Linked DNA regions of Rattus norvegicus: region 1 is linked to region 2. The links are chromatin contacts, called in public Hi-C maps. All regions are on one chromosome and are shown on one strand. Each heading gives the region's core, a stretch centred on a gene start, on an enhancer-like site or on the middle of the called end of the contact. The rest is flanking DNA. Distances are from core to core; before and after follow the strand shown.

Region 1 (5,330 bases), core at 875-3,374, 130 kb after region 2:
CCAGACCATGCAGCAAGCAGCAGAAGCAGAGTAGTTTCTGAGGGCAATGTTTCTTCCTTGGAGCCACCATGAGCTAAGATGACCCCTGCACCACCAGTCTTTGCCTTACTGCATCTGAGGAAAGATCCTGGGGTGCACAGGGCACTCGGGACTGGGCCAACAGCCTCTCCCAGGTCAGAGCAAAGCAGTTCTTTCTTAATCTCAGCCAGCATCCGAGCAGAAGGGTCACCGCCAATGATCTTGTACAGTAAGGAAGAGCAGTTGTGGAGAAGCGTCCAGAAGGAGTGGTATCTGAGAGACTTGGCCAAATATAGTGCCTTGGTGGAAGCAGTATGGAATCAGGGCAGACTGTGGCCTTGCAGCTCCGATGACTGAGATGATGTCACTGACACCAGTCCTTAACACCAGTCTAAGATTTCTGCAAACAGTTCTAGTATTGCTTCTCATTAAAATGATTAATATTCCCAATTTTTAGTCACATATATCCATAACCTTAAAATTAAAAATGTTTCATAGCTTAATCCATTAACACCAAGATAAAACAAATATTAAAGCTCCCATGTCCCGCTTGTTTTTAGTATTGGAGAATTTCATAGCGTATATCTTCACATTTCTTCCATCTCGCCATGGGGAGATTGTTATTAGCACTTGTGCAGAATCAAGGGAGGCTGTGGAGGATGCTGGCTGCCTCGGTGGCCAGCTTCCCAGCTGCTGCATCCGTATCACATGCGATGCCCCATCGCTGGCCTGGAGACACCTGCCTATGTAAGGCTGAGGAACTGGTGCAGGACACATACATGCGTGGGCAGTCTTTCCATCCAACTTCTGCACCACCATATGCTGTCCATCAATGGCTTCTGATCATCTCTATCTGGCCGTGTGGAGGTCTCACCTTAATTCAGATCCACTTTACCTCCAGTGGCTTTAGCAGCAGCATAGTTTTGAGGTTTCTTTTCTTTTTTTTTTTTTTAAATTTTATTTTTAAGATTTTTATTTTATTGTATGAGTACACTGTAGCTGCCTTCAGACACACCAGAAGAGGGCATCAGATCTCATTACAGATGGTTGTGAGCCACCATGTGGTTGCTGGGATTTGAACTCAGGACCTCAGGAAGAGCAGTCGGTGCTCTTAACCACTGAGCCATCTCTCCAGCCCTCATTGTAACTCTTAAGCTGTAGGAGTTTTGAGGTTTCTTATTTTTATTTTTTTTTTAATACAAAGGAACAGATTTTGCTTTTGAGACAGTGTGTTTGTGACCACTGATAGAAATCGCAAAGTGCCACAGGTGTGTGGGAGTCCAAGACTTAGGAGAGGCCTGCCAGCCGGTGCATTCCTGCAGCATACATACCTGAGAGTCCATCATAGTGCAGTACGGGCCTGGAAAGGGAGCCCTGTGCTGTGACAGTGGTGTCAGCCCACAGCATGCCTCCTGCCCACAGTGTTCAGTGATGGTTTCATTTTCGTTCATTGACCTTGGAAATAACTATTCTGGGCTGAAATTTTATCGCTAGCACTTACTTGAAAACATTATTTTTTCAGTGCTAGGCATGCAGGAACTATGTGTAAGTTTTCAACACTGCTACAAGCTGGGTGTTATTCCACAGAAACTGGCAACCTTTATAATTCCCCACGGATCCTTACATCTCATTCACAAATACACCACTTCTTCAAGAGTCTCTGAAAGTCACAAAACTGACTTATGTAACTTCAGGAAAGCAAGAAGGTAGAGACAGCGAGTAACACCTGTAACCTCCCAGATATGGCCCTGCTGCTTAGGAGTGGACTGTGTGTCCCTCAAGTGCCATAAGAGCTGTTCCAAGCAGCCACAGGCAGCAGAGGCAGTGCCGGCATCAGGTGTACACAGACTAGCCCAGGCTGAGCGCCATAGCAGAAGTAACCACACTGCCCCGGGCCCACTCACAGGGCCTGCTCACAGGCACCACACTGATACACAGCAGCATCTTAAACAGCAAACCTGGTTTCATATGGTCTCTGGGTACATGCACTGTAATCTAACACTTCTGTTTAATCACAGCTTTACCCCTGTGAGCTCGTTCTTGCTCTCACTGAGCACTTCACTGTACTGAGGAAGAGCAAACTAACTTCTGTCTCTAACATGCTGGGTCTCTTGCCCTCTAGTTGCTTGGCTACTGCTTGAGAAACTGTTAGGCATTCCTTTCTTACCGCTAGACATTTACAATCTTTTGAACCATGCAATGATTTTGGCACTCTTGTTATAATTAAATATTCAAGTATAACTTGTTGGCAACCTGTTGTGTAATTTGTTTAACAAATTCTTACCTGTGCTAGGCTTAGACCGTAGTGCTTTTCATGTACCCCCATAAATAAACGGGCTTTATTCTTGTTCTGTTGTTAATGTAGAATGAATAGATTTGGGGGTACCCAGGAGAGACCCCATGTCAATGGTAGCCCTGTTTACTTGGGTGATAGATTTTGGGGGGCTTGCCCATGTGTCCTCTGCCCATTAGATGCCCGTTGCAAAAGCCCCCTGGTAGTACTGCCCTGTTGAGGATCGCCATTCTAGAACCTCACAGACCTTTCATTTCATGCTGCATTCACTTGATAGCTCAGTTGGGTTTGTTTTGTTAATGTTTGAAACAGGGGTTCCAGCGTCCCTGAAAATGACCGCTTGGCCTCCATAGCTGCAGAACTGCAGTTCAGGTCTCTGAGTCGGCACTCGAGCCCCACGGAAGAGCGAGACGGTGAGAGTCACGCTGACGCCATGCATTGTCCACAGCATTCCTAGTCATCTTAGTCACTAGCTCTATGTCCTTGAGTACACAAGCATGTGGGGAGCCTCCAGGCTTTCAGAACCCTACCCACCTTGGCTGTTCAATGTAGCTTTGTATATTCTAAATCTTCTTGTGTTTTACAAAAATATCACTCTTGATATTTTAATTGCTGTGTACTTTTACTCACTTTAGAAATACAGAACTGTTATTGTGATTGTTGTAGTATGGTGACAGTTCCCTAAAACTGCCTCTCAAATAGGGTTCCCCGGAATGCTATTCTTGTACAGTTTTGGTACAGTTCTGTTGTCTGTTACTTACAGAAGGTTCAACTCTCATAACAGTCTCTTCATTAGGTACCATTTTCTAGAAATGAATAGAGACATGAGACTCACCAGAGTCAGCACTAAGAGCAGATTGACAACAATGTTGCCATTCACCCCCTCAGCAGGGTGTAGTTCTTCATAAGCCTTAATTTGTATGAAAACCACTTCCTGCAGAGCCAGCATATCCTCGGAGCGACTCAAGTGGATCAACACGGAGAAGCTGGGAACTTCGAACACTCATCAGCCAGACCAAAGGTATGACGGAGGACTCACACATGACAGTGTTCAGGCTCCGAATCATTAGGTCTCATACGTTAGCTCCTGTGACCTCATGGGTAACTCTGACATCGTGGGTACCCATCATGGCCTTTCTGGACATCTTCTGTTTCACGAAATATATCACAAGGGCCTTTCGGTGTGCTCTTCCTTTAGTAGTTGGCATAATCCCTCGACATTGTCAGTACTTGTGAATGTAAGCATTCTTCTTCTTGCTAAGAAATGGAGGACAAACTTTGGCTGCTGGGAGGTGGTGACTAATAAGTTACTGTGAGATGGTCCTGTCAGCGGAATGGGGTTGTGGGGGTGGGATTAGAGTTCCAGCACAGGTGGATGCATTAGGTTAATATGGGGCTCCAGAGCTGGTTTGCAGCCAGAAGCAGCTTTGGTATGATGGTTGGCCAGCCCTGTGTAGATCTATTGTATGGAGGGAGAGACTTCCAGAAACTGGGAACCAGTCTCTCTGTTAGTTCACCTATAACTGTGGTTACCCTGGACACAGTGGTGGCCCTGAGTCTGCCCTGCTTTTGAAAAAAAAAAAAATACCTGGTGGTTAGGTAAAATTGTAAACCACCAGGACTATCTATGTCCCTCTCAGAAAAGCTGTGATTCCCAGTTGCATATTAAAGTCCTTGTCTTGTGGAGAAAGACTCATTAGCTTATAATTAAGATATCTTTTCACAGATATTTTAACACTGGGACCCACAGTCTCTGCCACGAAAAACTTGTCCAGGCAAATCTGGTGTATCTTGTATTTAGGTTTAAAAAAAAAAAAACAACCAAACAACAAAAACCCACTAGATTTCCAGGATTAAAAAAAAATGATTGTGATAGATTAAATAGATGAGCTAATTAAAACATAAAACTTTGGGAATGTCAGCTTTTGAAATAACCTTACAGCCATCCAGATCTTCAAAGATTGTGAAGCCTCCTTGACAAAGCTGAGGCTCTCAGGTAGCTACCCCATGGGTTCTATGTAACACATATGGCTGGCGAATGTGAGTGCGACTGGCCTTAGTGTATATCCGAAGAGTATGTATGTCACATGCACGGCATGCATATGAAGTCACACATACATAACATGAAACTCTGTGCACTGGCTAAGGAGAAGGAAATTATGTCACGTGAGGAACATGAATAGAGTAGAGATCACTTGTTGCTGTTTCTCCTTAAAACCAACTTCCCCACATCCTGGGACTGATGATTTCACGTCTCTGTGCAGACTCGGCCTCTAAGCAGGGGCCCATAGAGGCCATCCAGAAGTCAGTCCGACTGTTTGAAGAGAGGAGGTATCGAGAGATGAGGAGGAAGAATATCATCGGTCAAGTGTGCGATACCCCTAAGTCCTATGATAACATCATGCATGTTGGACTGAGGAAGGTGACGTTTAAGTGGCAAAGAGGAAACAAAATCGGTGAGGACGCCGAGAGGTCATTGCTCTAGAAGTGACAGTCTTCCTAGTGTTTGTCATGTGATTCTTTTTGATGTTCCATTTCTAAAATGTGTTTACACATTTACAATACACAATGAAAATTGAGAAAAGACTTTTAGATAGTTTAATGCATTGATTCGTTTTACTCAATAATTCCAGGAGTTTCCATTTGGGGACTGCTGAACTTCAGCCCTCTTCATCTGTGTTCTTTTGTCCCTGGGAGAATATTATTTGAGAGGAGACTAGATATAAATCAGGACAGGAGAGTCCCTAAATGTTCTGTAATTAATTGGTTTCTAAGTGGTCACTTTTAACACAGTAACTAGGGGTAGAGCATGGTATCCAGACTCTTCACACTTGAATACGTTTATCTGTCAAGCATTAAGTTTGTGAGGCAAGTGTAGTTGTGAGAACTTTGTGAACCCTAGGAAGCTGGAGACTCCTAATGCTATCTTAGTCAGTCAGATACCATATAAGACATCTTCACTGTAGCTCTTGATCGCCTACAGTCTTACGTCCCTTGGTTTAGTGTCTCAGAAGCAGTG
Region 2 (4,700 bases), core at 544-3,043:
CAGGGGACTGTCCCGGAGGGCAGACCTGGTTGAACACAGTGGGCCACAAAGGTAAAGGCAGAGCAGAAAGATATAAAAGTGGGAGAGGGACTTGGTGGGGGGGGGGGGACTCAGGGGCATAGGGGGAGGGTAAGAGAGGGACAAGTGTGACCAGGATGTACTACACACATTTGGGAAAGAATAAGTTAGTTTTCTTAATACCCCCCTTTAAATGCCTCCTTTCCCCCCACCTGTTACTGCTCAAATTTTTGGAATTCTGGGCCTTACTGGCTTCAAGCACTTTGAAGGTCAAGCCATAAAACTAGGACTCTTACTCCCAACAGAGGAGCCGGGGGTATAAAAGTTCTTCAAGACCACAGTCATTAATAGGTAAAATGACTTAGATATGGATTTTATTAGTGGCTAACTTAGGCATCTCGTTATCCTGAAGATAGCTGGAATAGCCTGGTGTGGTGGAGCATGCCTTTAATCCCAGCACTCAGGAGGCAGAGGAAGACACATATCTGTAAGTTCAAAGCCAGCATGGTCTATATAATGAGCTCCCCGCTAACTAAAGTGTCACCTGTCTCAAAAATAAATTGTGTGTGTGTGTGTGTGTGTGTGTGTGTGTGTGTGTGTGTGTGTGAGAGAGAGAGCTACTAGGTGTGGCAGACTTGTTGGCTCTCTGCCAGCAGAAACCATACTGAAGGCTGCATTCTGCAAACCTGCTCTCCACGTTGCTCACACCAGCTGTGCTATTTGATGCTTTATTCACCAGGGGTTTCGCATTACTGTTATTTCCTGCCAGTTTGGAGATCAAGGCACGGAAACTCACCCATAACCATGCCAGCGGAACCCAGCAGAGCCACGTTCTGACCCCCAAACCCAGGTTTCAAGGGATTCCCTTTAATCATCACATGGCCCTACTGTGCGGAAGCAGTGATAACACTGACCCTTGTGCTGTATGTGACTTGGTTTAATCGTCATCCTGAAACTATGAGGGAAGCACTAACCTTATGATTCACAAGTGCCGACTACTGGAAGAGATGAGGCTCTAATAGAGTCAGTAACTTGTCCCAGGTCGCACAGCCAGCGAAACCAGCTAGAGCAGGGATTATTAGCATCAACGTCATGCATGCCCTTCACTCCCGTGCCTTGCTGCTGCAGACCACGCCAGCCACGATGCTACCACAGCCATCTGCGGCGGGACTCGGACAAGCACTTATCAAGTACCTACACTGTTCTGTTCACAAAGCCCTTGGAAACCCAAAGAGGCAAACCCAAGCAAAGAATAAATTCAAGCCCGCATCCACGTCCTGCTATACTCACTAGCGACCACCAGGTGGCGCGTGGCCTACTCTAGACTGCAGATGACCGAACTTGCCTGGGCGTGTGCTTTTGGATGTTTTGCTCTCAGCTTCCACAGGTTTTTTGTTTGTTTGTTTGTTTGTTTTTGGTTTGGTTTGATTTGGTTTGAGGTTGTGGTTGTTGCTGGTGCTGCTGCTGCTGCTGCTGCTGGTGCTGTTGTTGTAGCTCCAATGGGAGCTAAATTGTAGGAGGAGCCATTACTGCAGACTATTTCCATCCTATGTCCCCAAATCTATACAGGGCAGGTAGGTGCGCCTGTTAAAGTGAATGAAGCGCTCCTCTTTGGGTTCTTTCATTAGCTATCCAGCATGCCTTCAGGAATGTCCATTTCACAGGCAAAGTCAACAAACAGGCAGCCGGTCACCTCACCCAACATCTCTTGGTGGGCCTCCCTCTGAGGAGACATGTTCCTTTTGCAAAGCGGGAAGAAGTTTAGGCCACATGACGTGGAAAGGTTGCCTCGCCCAAGGGCTTGGCTTTGCAGCACATCATCCCGAAACCACGTCCTCTGAGGGATCCCAGTGCCTGGAGGTAATGACGCACTCTGAGTTAAATCCAACCCAGAGAGGTGCTGGCGGAGCTGGAAAAACCTATTTCTACATCAAAGAACGTTTTCTCCTTCCTTTCAGGTCATTGACAAACTTGATCCTCAGTCACCCATGGTTTGGACATGTTACACTTTCTGGAAACAGCCGAGAGATTTTTTTAAACAAAAGCATATAACCACAGTGGCCAATAGAGGGCGACAATCACACATTTTTTTTCCTGCAGCCCACCGCTGGAAACTCCAAGTTACAAATCGGCTGCCTTTGCCTACAAAGTTCATAAAGTTGTCAAAATGGACGGAACTAGAAAATATCATCCTGAGTAAGGTAACCTAGACCCAAAAGGATATACATGGTATGCTCTCGCTGATAACTGGATATTAGCCCAGAAGCTCAGATACAACTCACAGACCATATGAAGCTTAACAAGAAGGAAGGCCAAAGTGTGGATGCTTCAACCCTACTTAGAAGGGGGAACAAAATTATCATGGCAGGTAGAGGGAGGGAGGGAGGGAGGGACTTGGGAGAAAGAAAGGATGGGGAGGGAAAAGGGGAGGGCAGGACCAGGTATGGGAAGAGACAGGAGAGAAGTCCACAGGGCCAGGAAAAGGAATAGAAATAAAGTAGCAGTCGGCAGTGGGGAACTTGGGGAACCACTAGAAAGTCCCAGATACCAGGGATTCGAGAGGCTCTCAGGACCCGATGGGGATGACATTAGCCGAAATACCCAACAGCAGGGAGATAAACCTAGAGAGACCACCTCTGGTAATTAGGCCTGGCTCTCAATGAAGGGATGGGGCCACCCACCCATCTAAAGTTTTTTAACCCAGAATTTTCCCTGTCTAAGGGAAATGCAGGGACAAAAATGGAGCAGAGGCTGAAGGAAAGGCTTTCCAGAGACTGCCCCACCATGAGACTCATCCCATCTGCAGACACCAAGGGGGACACTATTGCTGATGCCAAGCAGTGCCTGCAGACAGGAGCCTGGCATGGCTGTCCTCTGAGAGGCTCTGCCAGCACCTGACCAATACAAATGCAGATACTCACAGCCAACTATTGGACTGAACCTGGGGACCCCAATGGAAGAGTTAGGGAGGGACTGAAGGAGTTGAAGGGGATTGCAACTCAATAGGGAAGAACAATGATATCAACCAACCAGACCCCCTAGAGCTCCCAAGGACTAAACCACCAACCAAAGATACACATGGGCTGGTCCATGGCTCTAGCTGCATATGTAGCAGAGGATGGCCTCATCTGGCATCAGTGGGAAGGGAGGCACTTGGTCCTGTGGAGGCTTGATGCCCCAGAGAAGGGGGATGCTAGAGGGGTGAGGCAAGGGTGGATGGGTAGGCGGGGGAGCACCCTCTTAGAGGCAAAGGGGCAGGGGGATAGGTTGGGGGAGTTCTGAAGGGGGGACCAGGAAGGAGGATCACATTTGAAATGTAAACAAATAAAAGGATTAATAATTTTTTAAAAAAAAGAATTTACTATTAAAAAAATCAGTTACATTAGCCGTGCCTCAATGATTTCACACAGCAGATAGGTCTGTGTCCTTCTAAAACTGCAAAACCTGAGTTAAAACCGGCTGAGAGACCAGTCCAAAGGCCGAGGATGAGAGCTGGTGCAAGCACATGACCAGTTCTTCTGGTATTTATGCTTCTGCTGGTGAGGGGGAAGCTGCCGCTGCTGCCGTCTGCATTCCTGCAGTATCTGTGCTTTTCAGACAGGTGGCCCTTCCTCCTTCCTTTTCCTCCCTCCCACAGTTCTCCTGGGGCAGCCAGTGTCCCCATCCTTCAGGGCAAAGAGGAGCAGGACAGTCACCCACTGGCTTGGGTGTTGTCTTCCCCGGGTGCTGAGTGAGCTCATCCGACAGAAGCCCGGAGCTGGACACCGGCAGATGGACTGCCTAGAGTCTGCCAGAAATGACAGTCAGTCTGTTGATGAGAAAGCCTGGAAGTCCAAATCCTTGAAAGAATGACAAGGCTGGGAGAATGTTTGGAGAAGAACTTCATGTTTGAGTCCTTCAGGACTAGGTCTGGTACTGAGATAAAAGCTGTGGAAGAGTTAGAGAAAGGACTGAAGGATCTGAAGGGGTTTGCAACCCCATAGAAAGAACAATATCAACCAACCAGATCTCCTAGAGCTCCCAGGGACTAAACTACCAACCAAAGAGAGTCCCATGACTCCAGCTGCATTTGTAGCAGAGGACGGCATTGTCTGGCATCAATAGGAGAAGAAGCCCTTGGTTCTGTGAAGGCTCTTTTCCCCAGTGTATGGGGAATGCCAGGGTGTTGAGGTGGTAGTGAGGGGGTGGGAGGGAGAGCATCTTCATAGAAGCTCGTGGGGTGGGGGGGATGGGAGAGGGAGGAACTGGGAAAGGGGATAACATTTGAAATGTAAATACATAAACTATACAATAAAAGGAGAGAGGAAGGGAGAGAGAGAGAGAGGAGAGAGAGAGAGAGAGAGAGAGAGAGAGAGAGGCAGGCTCAAAACAAGGACACAAGGAAGCCCGTATAATAGGCTATGTTGCCTCAGCACACTCTGTCTTCAAGGTAAGCTTCCTCTTGCAGCTTCTGCTTCAGGCTGTGGATACGTTCTTAGAAAGCTTCCCAAATCAATTTGTGTTGTGGAGTCTGACATCAAAGGCTATAGACACTGTTCTACCTAACTTTAACTGTCATCTTGACAGAGTATCACTGGAGAAGGGAGTCTCAGTTGAGAGATTGATTGCCCAAACGGGTCTGTCAGTGGGGGATCGCCTTGACTATTAACTGATATGGAGGGCCCAGCCCACTGTGCGTAGCA

What was found. A called contact is a pair of places that touch in the nucleus more often than the background predicts.
Region 1: a contact with region 2 is called in a Hi-C map of the A7r5 cell line, with 5 times the contacts expected there. The contact joins two enhancer-like sites. A contact is called at or near these places in 11 of 12 Hi-C or Micro-C datasets (the A7r5 cell line, the Rat2 cell line, Schwann cells and 7 more).

What each region holds. Positions count from the first base shown.
Region 1 is chr1:51,051,052-51,056,381 of GRCr8, forward strand. It overlaps Map3k4 (mitogen activated protein kinase kinase kinase 4), which reads left to right. Exons shown (of 27, transcript NM_001401453.2): 18 at 2,624-2,724; 19 at 3,252-3,332; 20 at 4,576-4,767. Among named protein-coding and RNA genes, the nearest start is that of Map3k4, 74 kb to the left of the region's middle. Within about 2 kb of position 2,125, at least 3 of the 93 cell types and tissues checked have an H3K27ac peak or open chromatin away from gene starts, as enhancers often do. A contact at or near this core is called in the A7r5 cell line, where this site is marked.
Region 2 is chr1:50,923,183-50,927,882 of GRCr8, forward strand. No RefSeq gene overlaps it. Among named protein-coding and RNA genes, the nearest start is that of Plg, 10 kb to the left of the region's middle. Within about 2 kb of position 1,794, at least 8 of the 93 cell types and tissues checked have an H3K27ac peak or open chromatin away from gene starts, as enhancers often do. A contact at or near this core is called in the A7r5 cell line, where this site is marked.